2 separate regions of the Mus musculus genome follow, and region 1 is linked to region 2. The links are chromatin contacts, called in public promoter capture Hi-C maps. All regions are on one chromosome and are shown on one strand. Each heading gives the region's core, a stretch centred on a gene start, on an enhancer-like site or on the middle of the called end of the contact. The rest is flanking DNA. Distances are from core to core; before and after follow the strand shown.

The links. Promoter capture Hi-C pulls out the DNA fragments that hold promoters and counts their contacts.
Region 1: a contact with region 2 is called in a promoter capture Hi-C map of pre-B cells. The contact joins the promoter of Atp5c1 here to the promoter of Nmt2 in region 2. A contact is called at or near these places in 1 of 39 promoter capture datasets (pre-B cells) and 1 of 484 Hi-C or Micro-C datasets (rod photoreceptor).

Annotation. Positions count from the first base shown.
Region 1 is chr2:10,077,265-10,082,691 of GRCm38.p6, forward strand. Atp5c1 (ATP synthase, H+ transporting, mitochondrial F1 complex, gamma polypeptide 1) reads right to left here and starts at 3,246. Exons shown (of 10, transcript NM_020615.4): 1 at 3,084-3,246. The coding sequence starts at 3,139. Kin (Kin17 DNA and RNA binding protein) reads left to right here and starts at 3,348. Exons shown (of 5, transcript NM_025280.2): 1 at 3,348-3,480. The coding sequence starts at 3,367.
Region 2 is chr2:3,281,964-3,287,567 of GRCm38.p6, forward strand. It overlaps Nmt2 (N-myristoyltransferase 2), which reads left to right and starts at 2,249. Exons shown (of 14, transcript NM_008708.2): 1 at 2,249-2,443. The coding sequence starts at 2,334.

The DNA.
Region 1 (5,427 bases), core at 1,996-4,495, 6.8 Mb after region 2:
GAGCCTCTGGGACTGCAGTTACACACAGCTGTGAGCCATCATATTGCTGGGAAATTGAACCCGAGTCCTCGGGAAGAGCAGGTAGGCAGTGCTCGTAGCCCCGAGCCATCTCTCCAGCCTCTAAACTTTAAAAGCAAAACAAAACCAAAAACACTCTTGTATACAAGCCATGTGAGATGACAGGGCACAGTGTCAATGTCAAGAGGAGAACATGGTATCAAGCGGGGCAGGGGAATGGCTCTGAGTGGTGGGCACGGATATGAACTCTCCATACTTTATGTTCAATATCATACAATTCTAAAACTACGCTGGAAATGAGTTTTTCCTCTTAATTATAATTTTCAAATGCAGATTAGAGAATGATGGATCTTTGTATCTCAGTATTGCTGTTAGGCATTTAAAAATCTAAGAATAATATAATATAGCTTAAAACCAAAAACAGTTGTTTTAAAAGTCCCGTCTCTTGGCTTATAAATTGGGGTGTGCAACACTGGGGTACAGCCTTTGCCTGTCATGTTCAAACCCTGAGGTGAGTCTCTAGCACCAGAAAAAATTAAAAGCTAACCAAACAAACAAAAAAAAAAAACCCAAAATCAAACTTTTGATTTGCATAGGCATAGAGAAAGAAAAATAAGAAGAAATAGAGTATATAGAAAATACTAGGTTTGGTTGTAAAAATATAGAAAAGATCAAAGATGGAATATGTGACAAACTATTTCAGCATACCAGCTATTGGACACAGAGACCATTCTATTAATCCCTTCTAGAAATGGCACAACAAAGGCAACACCATTTGAGCTTTGTTTCTTTTTCTATTTTTTCCTTTCCTTAATGCTCCACATGTAGCTAGAAAACCTGGTTTTAGGCACAAGCTTCGCTTGGACTGACACAGGCTCCCATGGAACGTTATGCAGACGGTTCTGAGTTGCACACCCGCCCTCTAACTCTCCGTGCAGTGTATACTTTAAGAGCAGTTATGGTTCTCCTTCCTCTAGCTCAAGACAACTGTCTACACCACAGCTCCATCACTGAATGGCCATGAGGTACCTGACTGCTCACAAATGTTAAAAATATTATGGGGGAAATAGAAATATGGAGTACTGAGTCAAAGGCCAACTTTTAGAGGTTGGCTCTCTCCTTCAATTGCATGTCCAGGGAGCTAGAGCCAGACTCAGGATGGCAAGAGTGAACCTCTCGAGCCTTTAGGGCTAATTTACTTTAATGAACTCCACTCTGAGAAGCTACTGCACCATGTCCCGACTCATCCTCTGGAGGCTGGTACAGAAACCTGCCCTACCCACCATGCTGATGGAGAAGCAAGTGGACTGTGAGAAAGTATCAGCATCTTCTTTGATCATACAGTGTTATTTGAAGACTTCAAGTCGGTAGAGGAAGGAGTTAGACTTGATGCCTATGAACGAATCAGCAGTCTGGAAGGAATGCTGGGAGTGTGTGATGCTACATAGTGTAGAGTTAAGGAAAACACCCAACTAGCTAACTAGTGAACACCTAACCAGCTAATACCTAGCTAACTCTCAAGAAAACATTGGAAGCGTATCAAATTCTGACAGTGGCCTCACTACACTTGACAAAAGAATAGTCTTTTCACACATTGTATACACAAACACGGGAGACAGCTGATGTTTGCTGAGGACCACTGGATGCCAACAAAGACCCTTCACATCTTATCACCTAAGAAGTGCCAACTGGTGCAGGGCAGGCACTCCACAAATATCTACTGGCTGAAGGAGACACAACTGAGAATGCAACTGTTATTGACCTCCATATAAGTAACTCAAGCTGACTTCCAAGGTTAATCTAACAACATCTGAACGAACACACACACACACACACACACACACACACACACACATTCTCTGGAACTCCTTTTGCAGACTAGGCTGGCCCAGAACTCAGACACCCACCTGCCTCTGCATCCTGAGTTGCTGAGATCAAAGGTGTGCACCACCAACATTCTTCCAATACATAGTTCATATCTATCGTATTTAATTGCCTCACTACTTTGGAGTCTTAGCATATTGCTACAAATTCTTTGCTTAATGAAAGAACTATTTCAACTAGTTCTTGGCAGTTCTCTAACCTAGGTTACAAAACCCTAGTTCAGTGCTGGAGCGCCTTAATAATCCTCTGTACCATAAAAACAAGGAACCACTAAAACACTGTCCACAGTTAACAATCTCCTTAGCACCAGTTCTTCTAGCAGTCTAGCTTCAAAGTAGTTCATGTTATTATACAACGTCACCCATAAGTCACGTTTTACCTGACCTTCCCTGGGCATTCTAATATACAACTATTTTATTTTGCACAGAGGATTAGTATTTAAAGTCGCCCAACCTTATGGTATCCCTTTATCAAATGGAGGCTAACAAATGTAACTGTATTAAGGCCTCCTCCTCCTACCGAGGGACCTTGGGACAGTTTTATGACCTTGCAGAGATTGTACTTCAACACGAGGGCATGATGACAATGGCAATGTCTTTCTCTTCCTCATCGGCAGATTTTTTTAAACCCCTTTAGCACCAAGGCGACCAGCAGGTTCAGGCGGGGGCTGATTTTGAGTTCCTTCGTTTCTCCAGTACCCAGCAAAGAGTCGGATGGCTACACAGTGAATGCCTTACCAAAGAGCTCAAGCAAGCCATCACACCTTAAAGGGTCACGCTGCTCCCCCGTGCAGTGTTTCACAGGGCTTCAAAGCCAAAAGTTACAACCAAACGTTCCCCGGTCGCCCCTTCACCTTCAGGGCCTTTCTAAAGACTTTGCAAGCTGTGCTCCCGGGTACGGAGCGGAAGTACGGAGTTGATCGAAACCCAGATGGCTCCAAAGCTCAACCCGAATCCCGTCCGGGTCCCGAGGTCCCGGATGGCCGTTCCAGTCTCAGGGGATCAGACCGTGACCTTGTTCTCTTTGACCCCTACCAGGGGTCCGGCACGCAACCTTCCAGCTCTGCAGACATCCCCGCGGCCTGAGCTGGGGCCTTCTTCCGCCAGGAGTGAGCATGCAGCTCCATCCCTCCTGCCTCGCAGCAAGCCCGAGCCCCCGCATCCCTCCCGATGTGGTCCTACCATTGCGGCTGCACGGCGCAGGCCGACAGCCCGACAACGCTCGCCCGCGAGAACATGGTGGAGCCTTGAAGGTCGGGCAGACGGGACTCAGTGCGCGTGCGCGGGAGCTCAGGCGCCCCGGCCCGCTCCGCCTGCGTCCTCGGTCTCGCTAAATCTCGTGAGCGCCGAAGCCGCGAGTTCCCTGGCCCCACCCATTTCCTGCTGTCAATTTCGGTCCCGCCTGTCCCCGCGCTGAGCCAGTTCCGCTTCCGACCGCTTTGTAGTTGTAGCGCTCAGGGTCGCCATGGGCAAGTCGGATTTTCTGAGCCCCAAGGCCATCGCCAATAGAATTAAGTCCAAAGGGCTCCAGAAGCTTCGCTGGTACTGCCAGATGTGCCAAAAGCAATGCCGCGACGAGGTAAGTGACTCAGGCTGGCCGCGACCCCTCCCTCGGCTTGGAGCCCTCTCCGGCGCAGTCTTCCCCAGCTCGGCGCGAAGCCCTCCAGCTCCACGAGAAGTGGTCGCAGACAAGCACTCACTGATCGCTTACAATCGCTAGGCTGAGCACTGAGGTTTTACATTTAGACTTCCCTGGTGGGGTCGGTCGGTCAAGACGAGGAACTCAAGTTGCTCCGCTTAATAGTGACATGGGCTTGGCCACTACTGGTAAAGTAGAGGTAATAGTTGTACCCACCGGCAAGATTGTCGCCGAGTTTTTTCATGGAGAGAAGAACTCTCCATGACATAAATGCTTCATTCCCGACTTGCTACTGCTATCCTATAGTTTCAGTATGTGGGTTCCCAAAGGTACAGGCGTGCAGTCCATCGCACCTAGGAGTGACCGCTAAGTGTTTTTCCATATTTGCTTACATCATATAGTAAATTATATAAATATATGAATATCAGTATACCTTCACCCTTGAAGACTTAATTGTGTAATCAACATAACAAGTAATCGTATTATCTTTTCAATTAATGCCAAAATGCCACCAATATAACAGAACTAATAAAAATTCTTGTACATTATCTGATACATATTTTTGTTTTAGAGACAGTATCTCAGTATGTAACTTTGGCTGGTCTGGACCTCACCAGGCTGGCCAAAAAACGAGATAGACCTGCCTCTGCTTCCCAAGTGCTGGTTGATATCAGAGATATACACCACCCTACTTTATATTAATACTTTCTTGGTAGTCTTGTGGTGGCGATGGGGACCAGAGAGGTTGTTTATTAAGCAGTGCTACAAGTTTTGTTTAATGTCTTATGTATGCCTGGCAAATGCTCTACCACTGAGCCCTCATGCACTGCGTCATATTTCTGTTATCTTATTTTGGTGTATGTGTTTATGCATGTGTGCATGCTGCACCAAACAGATACATCCATACGGAGATCAAAGGGCCACATGTAAATGGTTATTTCCTTCCAGCTTGAGGGTCCTGGGATTGAAGTCATGTTGTCACATCTGGCACCAAGCGCCTTTAGCCACTGAGCCATCTTACTGACCTTATGCCACCTTCTTAGTAAGTCATCACAGACTGAACCCAGTCCCACTGCCACTGACTGGATTGCAAAACTCTGTGCATGTTATTGTTTTTCTAAGACAGGGTTTCTCTGTGTGGCCCTGGCTGTCCTGGAACTTGCTCAGTGAACCAGGCCCAGGCTGGTTTTGAACTCATAGATATCTGTCTCTGCCTTTTTAGTGCTGGGACTAAAGGTGTGCAACGCCATTGTCCAGCTTCAAAACTCTGACTTACTTACACTCATTTCTTTCTTATTTATTGTTTCTTTTGTTTTTTGCGATAGGGTTTCTCAGTGTAGCCCTGGCTGTCATGGAACTCTCTCTGTAGACCAGGCTGGCCTCGACCTTCCAAATGCTGGGATTAATGGTGTGCTCCATCACCACTCAGCTCAGTTCTTTTTTTTTTTTTAAATATTTGTTTATTTATTATATGTAAGTACACTGTAGCTGTCTTCAGACACTCCAGAAGAGGGCGTCAGATCTCATTACAGATGGTTGTGAGCCACCATGTGGTTGCTGGGACTTGAACTCAGGACCTTAGCAAGAGCAGTCGATGCTCTTAACCGCTGAGCCATCTCACCAGCCTCAGCTCAGTTCTTAACCTTTTAGTTATCCATGGACCATCTACAATTTTTGCCTAATTTGTGCACTGCCTGAAAGAAATGATCAAGTTTTACTTTAAAAGAAATTTGGTATCAAAGACCAGTATTGCTTTTCATAAATTAAAATATGGATCAAAATGAAACCAAAATATTATTCAATTCTAGAAACCTAATGGATTGGAAGGGGTGGAGGGGATATCATGGCTCTGGCCTTCCTTCCTGTCAGTTTTCCCAGTATTTCAAG
Region 2 (5,604 bases), core at 999-3,498:
CTGACTCTTGTGTCTCAGGATAAGAAACTGCACTGGGGAACACACGGTTAGAAATAGTTACTTTACTAAGAAAGAAATGGCACTCCTGAGAAACAGAGTGGGTTAGTGGGCTGAGGGAAGGGCCTCAAAAGACTATGCCATAAGACACAGGAACCTTCACAGGACATTCAGAAAGCACCAGTCTCTCACACATTTGAATACAATGTGCTTATAATGTGTTTTTCTATTCTGTGCTATGTGGACTGAGGGTAGGGGGTGGGAGGGAAGGCTTCCATGTTTTCTTTGCCTATTGGCTTCCTTTATATGTTAATCTTGATATTGATTTCCCCAGTCTCTATTGTCTTGCCACCAAGCCCTCTGACAGGTTAAAATGACTGACTTCATACCTCCTGGTTAGGTCTCTGTTGACAGGTTAATTATTCAGCTATATTCAGTTTATGAAGATGAGGGTCAGGAACCTTAGTCATCTCTGCCTGCCTTTATCCTAAAGTCTGAACCTAGAGGCCACATTTGACCTTGTCTGAGAAATAGTTGCAATTGTTAAGCACAGAAGTGCATTTTCTCCATCTTTGGGTCCCACTTACACTTCCTCCAAGAAGGTCAGACAAATGTTGGGCTTTGAAATTGCTCTGCAAGTTTTGTCTCTAGGTCATTCGAGCTCATTGCATGTTAACCACATAGTCATGTGTGTGTGTGTGTGTGTGCACTTGTGTGCGTGTTTGGGGGGAGATTTGCTTTACACTAAAATTTTCAGGTGGCTTTTAGGGAGTTTTCCCCTCGTTACAGAGTTTGGGTAACTTTCTCAGCAACTGCCTTTGTAAAACCGCCTCACAGTCTTCTGGTGGTCTGGCAGGATCTTTGAAAAATCCCTGTCTCTGGAATGCAACCGAGTGCCTGCTGTGGGAAGTATTTAACAGCAATATGGATTTCACCTTTGCCTTATCTGGTACACCCAGGAGATTCTCTTTCCTCTATCCCCCAGTCCTTTATTTTCCCTGAGAGGAGTCTGTTGTTGCTCAAGATGTCCTTGAACTCTGTATGCAGTGGATGCTGGCCTCAAAGAACTCCTCATTTTGACCTCCGGGACTTTTTACATCCAGGACTGCTGGGATAACAGGCATGGGCCACCATGCTTGGCTTTCTTCCTCTCCTGTTTCCTGATGGAGGACGATTTCAACACTGCCCATACAGGTTTCCTTGGTGGTCTAGGTCATGACCTTCACTTAGGAGAGAGCCGACAGACTTGCCTAAAACGACCCAATCCCCCTAATCTGGGTGTCTTCATGTTTCACAAAATGTTCATTCTGTTCTCAGCCGAACCCATCTAGACAAAAACATGCAAGCAAAAGAAAAAAACCAACCAAACAAACAAAAACCCCAGTCAACCAAACAAAAACCAACTCCAGTCATTTTCTGTTGAGGACTCTGAGGCTGCTTGCAGCGGGGAGGTGGGGAGGGCGGAGCTTTGGCTCGATAAGCATTAGATACTAAAATGTGAAATGGAAAATTTTGAAGAACATGTGGAAGAGGAGGCAGGGAGAGCTTTAGGGAATCGCAGGCCTGAGTGAAAAAAAAAATCCCTGCAGAAGTCGAGAGCGCTGAGGCACACAGACATATAGAATCTGTAGGCAGTGGTCGCAAAGGCTGCCGCGCAGCCCTGCAATCCAGCCTGCAGTGACCAGGTCTAGCCTTGGAGCCACAAACGCATCCTCATTCAGGCCACGCCCCAAGCCCAAAAGCCTCGGCCTCCGGCTCCCGCTCCGGCTCCACCATTCCCCCACCGCCCCACCTCACAGCTTTAGACTGAGGAAGGGCCGGCCTCGTGCTTTCGCCCTTCTGCTGGCTGAGGTGGGCGGGGCCGTGCCCGCTGAGGAGGCCCGAGCGGGCGAGCGAGGTGGGCGGGGCAGTGCTGGCGGAGTGGAGCCGAAGCGGAAGGCGAGGTGGGCGGAGCCTCGCTAGCCCAGGCGGAAACGGGACCACGAGAGGAGCCGGTCTTCACCCGCTAAAATAGGCGGAAGTGGGAAGGCGAGGTAGGCGGGGCCTCGACTGCCTAAGTGGGAGAACTGATGAAGTGGGCGGGTGTAGGCACGCAATGTGGGCGGGGCCCGCCCTGACTGAGGCGGGCGGGACTGCATAGACAGGCGGGAGCCTCAAGGGAGTGGGCGGGGCCGGGCCGGCTGTGATGGGCGTGACCGGGGGGTGGGCGGGGCCGCAGACTCGAGACTCGGTGCCCGAGGGTGGGCGGCACTAGAGGGAGCTGCGGCCGCGCCCGCCCTGTCGCGCCTTGCTTGCTGCTCGGAGCGCCGCCTCCCCAGCCGTTCGGAGCCGCCGCGATGGCGGAGGACAGCGAGTCTGCGGCCAGCCAGCAGAGCCTAGAGCTGGACGACCAGGACACGTGCGGAATAGACGGAGACAATGAGGAGGAGACCGAACACGCCAAAGGGTAGGAGGTGGCGCGCGGGCGCGACAGGGCGGGGACCGCGCGCACCTCAGGGCTCCCGCGCCCGCTCGTGGCGTGCGGGAGCCCCTAGACCGGAGGCTCCGTTTGGCGGTGTCCTCATCCCGAGACCATTGTGAGGTGCAGGTCTCCCAGCTCTCGGGGAGCACGCAGTGGTGGGCGAGGGCTGAGGTGGGCGGGGAGACTGCGACTCGGGCCCGGGAACCCGCGACGCGACAGTCACCTGCCGCGCGCCCCCGCTGGCTTGGCCTCACCCTACCACGGCGAGTGGTTCGGGTGGGAACTTAGCAAGGACGCAAGGCCCTTCCCTTTGCGGTGGCGGCGTCTTGGACCGGCGAGGCGAGGGAGATGCAAGTCGTTCCACTTGTGCCTTGGCATCCTTCTAGTTCTTTCGCGCCCCCCCCCCCCAGCCGCCACTAACCCCCTGTAGAGAGGAAACCCGCAGAGCCGGCGGTGGGGGTGGGATAGGGATGCGCCTCTGGCGGTCTCGGCTGCTGGCGACGAACTGCGCAAAGTTCTGCCTCCCAGGCCGGGAAAGGGGCGCCGAGACCGGGAGAGGGGGAGGGAGACAGGTCTCAGCCGACGCCTGAGGGCGTTCAGCTTTGCGGCCTCTGAGCGTGCCCTCAGAGCTTTCTAGAGCAGAGCTGACGGGTGAACGGAGTTCCCGCGGCCCCGACCTTGCCCCTCCTGCAAAACTGGTGTCTGATCTCCAAAGCCAAATGCACCAAGTACTTTAACATTTGATCGGTTTCTCAATCTATGCTGCCCTCTTTTCTCCCCTACAGACTTGATTTTTTTTTCTTCGAGAAAAGACTGCTTCTGGTTAAGGCTGGTATTGAAGTTCTGTTTTAGAGGCGGGGTTTGGAGGATCATTTTAAATAAAGACCGGTGTCCCTTTGTAGGTGCTGTTTGCCTCAGCCTTTTACCCTGTTGGATTCAAACTATGCGCTGGCACAGACTGTTACTGCTGCCCCTTAGAAGTGAGATTCTGCGAACCATGGTGACTGGAGAAGTGGGTCAGCCTAAAAACACGATAGGGAAGCCTGAGTCACAGATGGCTTATTTATTCAGTTCATGGAGAGTCTTTAAAGTATTTGTATTTTATTTCAACGTTTACTTTAAGCTTTAAGAAAGGAGGCTGTATTGATCTTGAATACGTTATCAGATATTAAATGACAAATGTCAAAAAAGAAAAGCTGACTACATATATCTCCCTTTGGCATGTTGCTTTTTAAGGTTTTCAGCGAACAGTTCAGTGGCAGCTGCAAGTACTGAATGTTATCATTCAAGTCTAGATTTTTTTTAAGCCCAGAGAGGCAATTCTTCAGAAATCTTAGCCTGAGTTCTGTTTATGAGTAATAGAAATTTGCCTGTGATAGCTAAATATGAGTGTATTTTTGAAACACTAGCCGTCTTGCCAGAAGTGGGTCCATATGCACGCCAGTGGATAGATAACTCAAGGAACTTCAGCACCCGTAGGTTATCTTTCTGGGGAGACCCTGGACTTATCTCTCTTCAAGTTATATTGTTCTGTGTGATTGGTATGCTAGGGTGGGGGTTTAAATCAAGCTTCCTTCCTTACAAAGTCCAGGATACCCTTGGTACAAAGACATACTCTTCTCTGCAACCACTGATCTGGAATTGTTTGATGCCTTGCTATAGGTAGGCTGTTTGAAGTTCCCATAAGAGCATCCACAGGCATTTTGGGCCCAGTTAAGAGGTTTCCAGATTTATTACACATCAGCACATTAATTATATATTAGGATGCTTAATCAAAATTTAGAGCTGCCCAGTAGATTGGGCTGTTTTAACCAAGAGTAGGCAACATGATAACTTATAGTTTAAAAAATTAATATAATGGAGTAATTGTTATATATTAAAGTATAGAGAGATTAGCAAAACCGAAGTAACTGTTCTGCTCTGTTGAACTGCTTTCCTCTTTTGATTTCAATTTAGACAGTACAATTTAAGGAAGTCGTTCTGTTTTATTTGGCTCATGAATTGATAGTGCTCCATAGAAACCCAAGTTTTCTTTAAGTAGCTAAAGTTTATCAGTGTTAAAATATAGAAAACTTTTCCTTCCTTACTTGGCCTCTTCATTCTCCACTAGTTTAAATAAACAACAAATAAAGAGCCTCTGGAGAATGAACAGATAATGTTTTACCTCTAATAGGCAAAGTATTACTTCTGAGCCAATAGGCCATGGTCAGTACATGGAGCTGTAATTTGTTCAATAGCTCCCCTGTGGCTTGAAAGGATTAATATACACCCAACATTCAGTATAATGCATCTAGGAGTTATTCTAGCTTACTGTGTTGAAACTGTAGATACAAATAAAGGAAAAATACACAGTGAGATACCACTATGCTTTTGTTTTTGCAGAATTTTCTTCATTAGCTTTATATTTTATTTTATGGGTAATATTGAATGCCCATAAACAGAAGATGAGGTTTTGTGTTTAATTTAAAGCAATAGCATAAGTATTATAAAATACTTGAGTGTCATCTTTGTCATGGGAAGTGTGTACATCAACTCTTTGGTCCACCCAAGTATGGTAGCAGTATACCACTCTAAAAGTTACATGCATTCTCAAAGCATTGATGAACAAGGAGATTGGCAGTTTTAAGTAGTGAGATGATAGCTCAGACAATGTAGTTTTATTATTTTCAAATAAAATATGGACAATTAGAAGTAAGATAATTGAGGATTTCCTAAAAAGATCCCTTCAGTGACTTGCCTTACCACCTGATTCGTGGAGCTTGAGGAAACTTGAAAACTTTGAGGCCAATGAAAAGTCCAAATGACTGAAGCTATCATTCCTTTGCTGGGTGGCAGTGGGGAGAGGTTGTCTCCAGGATGACTCTGCTAGGAACTTGCCTACCCCAGTGTGAGGCTGCAGAGGTAATTCAGGGTCTTTAATATGGACTATTCTACTCAGTCTTGATTTGTTCTGCCTTCTCAGTTTCTGAAGGGATTTGGAAAAACTGTTGAAGATGGCCACAATGTTAAGTCTACTTAAACCCAAGGTCTTCTTGCCCTATTAAGGAATGTTTTCTCCACTTGTAAACTACATCCTAGAGGACTCCTTAGCTTCATCCTATGAAAATCAGCTTTTTAATCACTGTGACAATTACATGGGAAAAACA